Linked DNA regions of Zea mays: all the other regions are linked to region 3. Evidence: chromatin contacts called from public Hi-C data. All regions are on one chromosome and are shown on one strand. Each heading gives the region's core, a stretch centred on a gene start, on an enhancer-like site or on the middle of the called end of the contact. The rest is flanking DNA. Distances are from core to core; before and after follow the strand shown.

Region 1 (3,283 bases), core at 513-3,012, 140 kb before region 3:
TTCAATTGGCCTTTTAGTTATCTAACTACAAATGGGAGAAAACAATATATGGAAAAAAAACAGTCGTAACTATTTTGTGTAGTTGACTTGTCCTCGCACTCTTGGTCCTCCACCAGACTTATTTACCATATCTTTTATTTCAAACTCTACTATGTAAATAGTGTGGTATACAGTATAAAATGATATTTTGTATGGCTATATCCATAATCTGCTACACGTATCAATTTTTTTAGTTACAAATGGATTTCTTCTTATTGAAATATCTCACGCGAGACTTTCGTACCTTTTTTTTTGTAAGAAAAAAGCAAAGGACGCCGGAGACCGGTGCTGACTGACTGCTGAACTCCAGTATCTGAATTTGGCCTCATCAGGAAACTGTGACATGCTGCAGCATTCGTCACTCCACGTGCTCGGCTAGGAATTTAATCGATCCCCATGTCAAAAGGCAAAAAGTGATCGGCACGGGCGGTCAGGTCTTCCGCGGCCGCGGGGCACGCATGGCAGTCTGCTGTCTGCCACTCTGCCGGCGGCAACTGGCCCTGTCTGTTGTACGCACAGGCAGGCAGACCGCAGATCCGAGCAGATCAGGCAGCCGTCTGGGCAGAACAGGCACGACGCACGGCCACCACCCATCTGTCCTCGCAGAACCGGATGCCCTTCTTCTCCGCATCACCCACTTGTGCCTCGGCCCTCCGCCTCTCCGCAGGCGGGGCAGGGTTCTGCATTGCCCATGCGCCTCGCCGCCACACCACTTGCTCGTTTTCAGCGGTCCAGTCCCTTCCCCTCCCCGCCGCCGGCGACATCGCTGCACTGGAGTACAAAATCCTTCTACCGGTTGCGCGTGGATGGATGACGAATATGTGCGTGACAGGGAGGTTTGCTGGTCGCCTATTGCTTTTTTAAGCAAAACGCCGGATGGGGAATATATGAGCAAACCAGCCCGGCACTCGACACCGTGAAGGCGGCACCCGGATTCTCTCGTCTGAGGTCGTCCAAGGTTCCCTCTCCGGTTTTTCTATCCAACAACCAACAAACCGTTGCTTGATGTCATGCGTCCTAGTCTAGTAGGTGTTCAGCAAATACTAATATTATTATATGTCTGTAGCCCGGCACGACAGCATACGAACAAGCTAATTAAACAAGTCACAAAGCTAGCAAGCACTACAAGGGTAGGAATCGCGGCGGCCATGCACTTGCAGTGGCAGTACATAGCGCTCTGGTCAGCTCTGCAAGGAAGCCACACACACACACACAATGACACAATTCGTCAAGTCCTGCGGTGCAAGTGCAATGCACATCAGAAGGGCCAGAGGGGCCCCCCTCTGGATGAAATCAGCTTTGCACATTGCAGGGAGAGGGTTAAAAGGCGGGCACTGCACGGCAGCCTGCAGATGAGGGAGGCTGCTTTCCAAAGCACGATCGATTTGGCGCCAATCACCGGTTAAAGCGGTGAGCCGCGCGCGATTAGATAAAAATCATGTGCCCCGGCGCGCCGCGCGCGTGCCCCCGCGCGCCTGGGGTGACGCCGGCGCGTGCCCCGCGGGGTGCGTGGTGCCCAGGTGGCCGCCCCCTCGCCCGCCCGATCCCACCCGTGGACGCCCACGATGCGGTTTCCCCCAGAGCCCTCGGCACGGCACGGCACGTACGCCGCCCCGAGCTCCACGGGAATGCACACCGGCGCCCGGGCCCGTACGAGGTGGAGGGGTGCCGTGGTGCACGAGGCCACGAGCACCGCTCCGGGGCCGGGAGTGCCAGCCAACGGAATATAAATAGGGGCGAGCAGGGGTTCAAGCGCTACCATCCAGGAGCCGAGAATCTCTAAAAGGCGCCGCTCCCGTCCACGGCGCGGCGGGCAGCAGCGAAGCGTCGGTTTCAGAGGCCGGCGGGCCGGTCGAGTCGGTGGAGGGAGGGTGGGTAGATAGATAGCTAGCTACTAGCGGGTAGCGGAGAGGGTCCAGTCAGTGGGCGGGAGGAGCGAGGGGCCGGGACCGGGACGATGGCGTCGCGGAAGTCGCCGGTGGCGGCGGAGGAGCGGGCGGGGACGGGGACGGGGGAGGGGAAGGGGGAGCGGTGCGCGGTGGAGGAGGTGGCGCTGGTGGTGCCGGAGACGGACGACCCGTCGATGCCCGTGATGACATTCCGGGCGTGGGCGCTGGGGCTCGGCTCCTGCGTCGTCCTCATCTTCCTCAACACCTTCTTCACGTACCGCACCCAGCCGCTCACCATCTCGGGGATCCTGGCGCAGATCCTCGTGCTCCCCGCCGGCCGCTTCCTGGCCGCCGTGCTGCCCGACCGCGAGGTCAGGATCCTCGGCGGCAGGCTCGGCAGCTTCAACCTCAACCCGGGGCCCTTCAACGTCAAGGAGCACGTCATCATCACCATCTTCGCCAACTGCGGCGTCTCCTACGGCGGCGGCGACGCTTACTCCATCGGCGCCATCACCGTCATGAAGGCCTACTACAAGCAGACGCTCAGCTTCGCATGCGCCCTCCTCATCGTCCTCACCACACAGGTACCTCCGTCGGTCCGTCCTACTACGTGCTAGTTACTACTGCTTAAAATAACCAGGGGTACAGCAGCTCAAATTATATTGTTTTCGTTCGTTTCTTCAGTTCTGCTGCTGATCACGGATTCTAGTATCAAAAAATATAAATTCAAATGGTTTAAAAAATATTTTTAATCTAAATAATAAATAAAATGACGTATCTAAATGCCTTCTAAAAGTTTATAACTTTATCTTCATGATCTTTTAGAGCGCTTAATAACCTGCTCTACGAATTAAACCAATTTTTTTTAAAGCCTGAGCAGTCTCAATGATGAACTAAATGCTGTTAACCTGTTACCAGGCACTAGCACTTAGAATTGACCCGTCTCTAATCTATATGTGTCGTCATTTCATATTCACGTCTTTGGCACGCGAATGTAACGTGCACACTTGGTCTAGAAGACTAGAATCAAAAGTGCGGCTGATAAGCATATGCATCCTCCTCATCAAGATGCGCAGAGCAGTCTATATCGTATTTGTTCCCTGGTTACCACCAATCATGGCCCCCGGGGAAGAAAGCTGAAAAGGAGGTCTGAAAAGTCTCACGCCGATGTCACGATGAGACCATGCATGTATGTACTCGTGCTAGGACGGCCGACAAATAATTGGCAGGATTTTGTTTGTTTGCACGCACATGCGTCTTCAACATTTCGTAGTGGGGGTGGGGAGCTTCAGAATCCCTGTCTGGTTGCTGGCTCTAGCCTCTAGCTGAGAAAACATTTTTTATGAAGAAATATA
Region 2 (3,331 bases), core at 323-2,822, 250 kb after region 3:
GAGTAAAACCTCAATGTTGTACCTTGTATTATTATGTGTTCGAAGAATGGTTGATAATAGTGGTTTGTCTCTAAAGTTGACATCCTGGCTAGTGTGTTACTGACAATTGAAAGGCTTTCGTAAAGTGGGTTGCTTGAACAAATTTGTTGAGCCAATTTTTCTAAGTTGCAGCTGGTCCTACGCAGGTTTTTGAGCAAAAATGCCTGTGATCCGAACGTGGTTTAGATTTGAATTGCTTTAGACCCGACAAAATTTTAGCAGGCTTTCACTGTGATTATTGTAGGAAGCTACAACTAATCGTCTTACTGATGCTTATTAGTGTTTCTCCTTGCCTCCCTTTTTTCCAGGAATTTTGCTTTTTCGGTAGCAGTTTTTATCCACGTGAACACTGACTACTGAGCAGGGCTGTTTCGCGTAATAATAACAATCCTGTAGCATCAAGCAGTCAAATAAACAAGTGAAGTGTTAAACGTCTCCCCGCTGTTCTGTTAACCATGATTGGATCAACGCATCATTGTGAATGTTTGATCACTCAACTAACTCAAGTTTTCATTCTCTCACTAGTATTTCTAAAAAAAGTCACTATAGTATTCGTGCTTGTTCACATCAAACTTTTTAAAGTTTTGATTAAGATTGTCGAAAATATAAAGAACATTTGCATCTCCAAATAAGCTTATTATAAAAATAGGTTCGTTGATATATGTATCGGCACTAGTTATATACAATAAACATTAACATTTTATTATATACATTTGATCAAAATTTAAAGAGTCTAACTCTTTGAAAACCGAGATAGACAGAGAGAGAGTATCCGATAACATGGTAGTATTAAACTTTACTCGTCTACATTTTCAGTTAAAATCTCGTTACATCAACAACAGTCTAGGCGATCAACAACAATAGACCGTTGAACCTAGGTGTCGTATAATCGTGGCAACCAAATAATAGCTATTGTTTTTTTCCTCTCATCATGATAAAGTTTTAGTGTTTACTTTCATCCAGTTCGTCCCCAGCCAATCAGCTATTAATTGGTGCCACACTGCCACGGCTAGCCTAGCCCTCTCTGTCTCTGTCTTTCTTACCTGACTCTGAGCTGTATTTGGTCCTTGTCATTTCTCTAAGCAACAGCTGCGTCTGTTGACAGGCAGGGTCCACCGATCCCGGGATTACCGGCCATGCGTCGCTAACCGCTGTATAAATAGCCGCCATAACCATAATCACACAGACACAGCTAATGAAAACGATAACACTACAGACTATAGCTCGGGTAAGTTTGTCTTTTTGGGTCCGCGGTCTTGTTACGACAGCCTATCGCTTGGGCCCACGCCCAGCCTGGACCCAAAAGTCGCCAACCAAAAAAAATCCAGGAAACTGGCACTGTAGCCGTCCGATCAACAAACGCACGGTGGAGAGATGGGCAAGCCACCTGGGCTGGGCCCCAACCGCCACAGCACAAGGCCAGGTCCACAGCACCTCCAGCTCGAACGAAGCCCCACCTCGGCAAGACGGCAACAGAGCATAAAGCAGCATTTCAAATCCGTCCTCACGTAGACGAGACCCGTGCGCCGCTCCCGCCCCCGTCTTCTTCCTTCCCCCGCCCGCGCCCGACCCCAGCAGGCAGGCAGGCAGGCGTCAGCCATGAGGGAGATCCTCCACATCCAGGGCGGGCAGTGCGGGAACCAGATCGGGGCCAAGTTCTGGGAGGTGATCTGCGACGAGCACGGGATCGACGCCACGGGCCGCTACGCGGGGGACTCGGACCTCCAGCTCGAGCGCGTCAACGTCTACTACAATGAGGCCAGCGGCGGCCGCTTCGTCCCGCGCGCCGTCCTCATGGACCTCGAGCCCGGGACCATGGACTCCCTGCGCTCCGGACCCTTCGGCCAGATCTTCCGCCCCGACAACTTCGTCTTCGGCCAGTCCGGCGCCGGAAACAACTGGGCCAAGGGGCACTACACCGAGGGCGCCGAGCTCATCGACTCCGTCCTCGACGTCGTCCGCAAGGAGGCAGAGAACTGCGACTGCCTCCAGGGTATTTTTTGTCATTTATTTGCTCCGCCCAACCCCATCTCTCGCGTTGTTGAATTCGTTGTTCAGTTAACCATGATTGTCTTATGCGCTGTTGAATTCGCCAAGTGGCACGTGTTATTGTTAAGCATTGGTTTCTAGACAGGTTGTTATGGTGGTACGTATATTGAAATTATTGCTTGTCGCTGTGGATTTAGCTTTTTTTTGTACCTAGCATGATGGAGGAGCAGCGATGGGTAATTTCCGTTACTGGTTAAGCAATCGTACAGTCTGCGTCGGATCACTTAAACATAAAAATATCATATCTGTTGTAATTATCGTGTTTGGTCTGTTTGCGGTCGTATTGGCGCTTTCATGATGAAACTCTGTAGTGGTTTGCTGGTCAATGGAGGAACTCTGTGGATGTTTTCTAGTCAATCAGTCTGTCTTCAACTCTTCATGTATATTGTACTCTCTACTCTTGTGTTGAACTCCTATACCTTTTTTCTGTGGCCTGAGTAGCTGAACTGACATCAACGGTTGGTAGGATGGATATTTTAGCTTGGAGTTCCACTCTGGCAGCCTTCAACTCATGTTTTTTTTAAAAATAAAATTAAATATTGTTTCATAGCTGGACCGAATTCTTTGGCCAACACCAGACAAAATGGAACCCATGGTGGATATAGCAGTGCCTAACTTTATATCTCTTGAAATTTAATTTCTATATGATAGTTGTGTTTTGTGCTATAAACTCTGATGTGTACCCGAGTGAAGTATTTGGTAGCATGTCAAGCTCAGCTCGTGGGCCACCAGAGCATGGTGGCGTATGATATGATGTGAAATTGACTGAATTCAAAATATCACTTAACAGTGGTAACATGGTTGCTGGTTGTTAACAAACTCTGACCACATAGGATGCATCGCAATTCTGATATCTTGGGACTTCAAGTGTTGCTGTATCTTTCCATCCCATGTGGCCTGATTATATATATTTTTCATGCTGGGAAATACTGTTTTTGTTTGTGGATAATTGAATGACTCGTTTGATTCACTTATAGGTTTTCAAGTTTGCCATTCCTTGGGAGGAGGCACTGGATCTGGCATGGGCACCCTTCTCATTTCCAAGATCAGGGAGGAGTACCCAGACAGAATGATGTTGACCTTCTCTGTATTCCCATCACCAAAGGTCTCAGACACTGTTGTGGAGCCTTACAATGCTACACTTTCTGTTCACCAACTCGTTGAGAACGCTGATCAATGTATGGTGCTTGACAACGAAGCTCTGTATGACATATGCTTTCGCACGCTAAAGCTCGCCACCCCT
Region 3 (3,182 bases), core at 100-2,599:
AAATAGAAATGAACTCGATCTGGATTTAGCTCGTGCACACACGCAAAAGCACGCAGTGACGCAGGAGAAAAAAAGCACTGCGTCATGAACAGTGTTCTATTTGTTCATTTGTTATCGATCGGCCTCTCAATCAATCAATAATACTAAATAGGAGTACATCGTTTGGACAGAAGCTTGAGGTTTCAGCATTTCCTGCTCCAGTTACACAAAAAAGATTAGGAGAGAGATGAAAAACCTAAGCACAATCACTGACCCCTTTCGCTTCTCCATCCCAAGCTGCAGCTGCTGGCGTGGTCCATGCTCGAGACAATGGCGTAGCAGTACAATGATGCAACCCGCACGTGCCAGTTTCGCACGTGTCCATTCAGAATAAGTGCACTTGCACGATGCCGAAGGCTGCTGCTCCTTTTGCCATGCATGCTGCGCTGACTGGCAGTTGGAGGAGACTCCAAGAACAGATGGAGTAATCGTGGGTAGTTTAGTAGCGACCGAGTGCTCACTATTTACGCCAGAACGCGCATCTATTGGTAGCGCCTGGACGAGGAGCTGGAGTTGGAGGAGACGCTGCGCCAGAAGCCGGCGCCGTAGAAGTGCGAGCTCATGATCTCGCGCTCCAGCTCCGCCGCCGCCGCCGACTCCACCTCGCCGCGCGCCTCCTCGTCGATGTCTAGCGTCGCCGCTCCGATCATCGCCTTGCCGCTGCTTCCCGAAGGCGACGCGGGCGCCGGCCTCTTCCGGTTGGCTCCGGCACCTCCGTGGCCGCGGCGGCGCCGGCGCCTCCTCCTCACCCGCCGCATGACGCCCGCGGGGAGCCGGACGGTGACGAGCAGCAGCACGTCGAGCAGCGCCAGCGGGCAGCAGCAGCACACCGCCGCGCAGTTCGCCGCCGCCTGCCCCGCGCCCTCCCCGCACCCCGGCTGGGGCTCATGCTCGTCCTCGCCGTCGCCGTCGCCGTCGCCGTGCCAGTGCTCGCGCATGCGCCCCGCTCCCCTTCCCGATCGCGAGCCCGCCGCCGATTCTTTCCTGGAGCCCTTGGCGCTCCCCGCACAGGTTGCCGCCGGCTGCGTGCGTCAACACCCAGCCAAGATTTCTTTTAAAAGGAAGATACCCTGCTTTGTGCTCTCGGACGGAGTGGTATTTAGAGAGGGAGGTGTGTATTGGTTGGTGGAGGTGGAGCAGGGAGAGAGAGAGGGGGAGGGAGAGGACGAGGATAGAGGCGGCGATGGCGTGCGTGGCGTCGGCTTCCTTTTCTTTCTCGCGGTCGCGGCTGCTCCGCGCCTCCCCGCCGGGAAAGAGAGGGGAAAAAAAATCAATCCCCAATTTTCCTCCGCCCGTGACGTATTTATCGCTCCCGTTCGCCGGATGGTGACCGCAAGACTGCAAAACACACGAAACATTTATGCACAAATTTGTCAAGACGCGGCGGGTTTTGTGACGTGGGAACGCGGGCGACGCCACGCGGGACGCGATGGAGACAGCCGAAGGAGCCGTCGCGTGCCCACCGCGGACGGGTGGAGTCCGAGTCGGCCGCGCGCTGGCTCCGGCTCAGCACGAGCGCACGCGGCCTGGTGATTCTGATGATGGACGACGTCGAATCGCGAATCTGACGGTGACGGCCGCACGCTTTGCCGCTAAGCGCTCGTTGTTCGGAAGTTGGTATCCGTCTTGTTTCGTGCGTGGTTTACTAATTTTCATTGATTGGGTCAAACGGCGTTGGTTGTGGTCCACGGTGTAGAGCTGGGGAGGCTACAGGGTTGCGCCACTTGGTTGTCGCGCTTAAGATAATGGCAAATGCCAGCTGGACATCGCTGTTTGTTCTTCCTCTTCTTCGGCTGCTGACCATAGAGGCGTTTGGAGGAACGGGAGAAAGGACAAGGATCAAAATAAGCAACGGGACAAGAGCCGATGAAGCTTCCAGAGGAGTCCATACTGCGCAAACAGAAAATCAGTCGAATGAAAAAACAACAGACCACAGAATCCAGGGGGTCCCCCTACAAACCTGGCACACCTGTTTACAGTACAGCAGCAGAACACGGAAACTCTTCAGCAGGTAAAATTCAAGATCAGCCCGAAAATTTCTACAAGAAACTGGAGTGCAGCATTTGTGCACTTATAGCATAAATAAAATAAGACACCTGGCTCAGATTAAGTTGTGATACAAGTCCACCCACTGGTTGCTAGTTGCTACCAGTCTCTGGAGAGTTACAGAAGCAAAAGGTCAAGCCTAAGTCGGATCAGTTTCTCCGCTCCATCTTGAAGTGTACACCAGAGGAGAAATCGGATCCGGAACAGTGGCTTGCAGGACCTGTTGTTTTGACTCGAAGCAAGACCACCAGAAGAAGGTAGCTGATCCACGGAAAAAAGAATCAGCAGATTCGGCTTCAGATAGCTTCCAACTAATGAAGCAAATTCCGCAGCTTCCCATCTCTGATGTCTTGCTACTACGTACTAAGGATCTGAACAGCAGAAGCCAAGACAGACTAGCCTGTCACTCGTCGCATCTTTATAAGGGACCTGAAACTAGCTGCGCAGGTTCATGAATTAGCTTGGTTGTCGAGAATCAAAAGCTGCTTAGCTTCATCGACATGAATCCGGACGGCCTCAAGGTCTGCTGCCACCTTTTCACCAACGGGCAGCGTGGGTTCATCCAGACTGCAAGCGGTTAGGCTTCTTCTATCTTGCAGAAGCTCACCCAGCTCCCGGATCGCTTGGTTCAGCTTCGACTGAAGTTTATCCATGTCCCTGGCTTGATACTGCAAGGACTCACTGCACACCTTGATCTCTTCCTCCTTCAAGTTGACTTGGAAAACACAGTCTTGGTAATCGACCAGCAATGCCTCCAGATCCTTTGCGCTACCCTCCCAAATCTCTGCTAAAGTGTTGTCACGGACAAACTTCTCAATGTCAGTTTCCAGTATGGAGATGCAGGAATCCTCTATTTCTGCTTCAAGGACTCCAATCTCACGATCAATATAATCACACTCATTCATGCTTCTTATTTCCTTATGTACCATGGAGCGCTGTTCGCGGGCCTTCTGTAGTTCACACAGAAGCTTCATCCGATCCTCCTCAGATTTCAGCAGGTCGGTTGCCTTGCCATAGTTCTTGGGTTTATGCATTAGTGTAGTGGAAGTATCCAGGTTATCAATAGCAAACAGGACCTTTTCTTCCTCCTTTCTTTG

What was found. Hi-C and Micro-C count contacts between places; a contact is called where the count stands out from the background.
Region 1: a contact with region 3 is called in a Hi-C map of tassel, with 2.9 times the contacts expected there. The contact joins the promoter of LOC542140 here to the promoter of LOC100304348 in region 3. A contact is called at or near these places in 5 of 25 Hi-C or Micro-C datasets (ear, endosperm, leaf and 1 more).
Region 2: a contact with region 3 is called in a Hi-C map of ear, with 5 times the contacts expected there. The contact joins the promoter of LOC100502086 here to the promoter of LOC100304348 in region 3. A contact is called at or near these places in 10 of 25 Hi-C or Micro-C datasets (bundle sheath, ear, endosperm and 4 more).

The regions. Positions count from the first base shown.
Region 1 is chr1:283,476,664-283,479,946 of Zm-B73-REFERENCE-NAM-5.0, reverse strand. It overlaps LOC542140 (oligopeptide transporter 3), which reads left to right and starts at 1,762. Exons shown (of 6, transcript NM_001305852.1): 1 at 1,762-2,512. The coding sequence starts at 1,997.
Region 2 is chr1:283,083,290-283,086,620 of Zm-B73-REFERENCE-NAM-5.0, reverse strand. It overlaps LOC100502086, which reads left to right and starts at 1,572. Exons shown (of 3, transcript NM_001175446.2): 1 at 1,572-2,032; 2 at 3,066-3,331. The coding sequence starts at 1,639. LOC103644011 (inosine-5'-monophosphate dehydrogenase) reads left to right here. Exons shown (of 4, transcript NM_001353088.1): 4 at 1-77.
Region 3 is chr1:283,333,823-283,337,004 of Zm-B73-REFERENCE-NAM-5.0, reverse strand. LOC100304348 reads right to left here and starts at 1,349. Exons shown (of 1, transcript NM_001165786.1): 1 at 165-1,349. The coding sequence starts at 977. The coding sequence ends at 522. LOC103644012 (kinesin-like protein KIN-12G) reads right to left here. Exons shown (of 21, transcript NM_001351696.1): 21 at 2,082-3,182. The coding sequence ends at 2,535.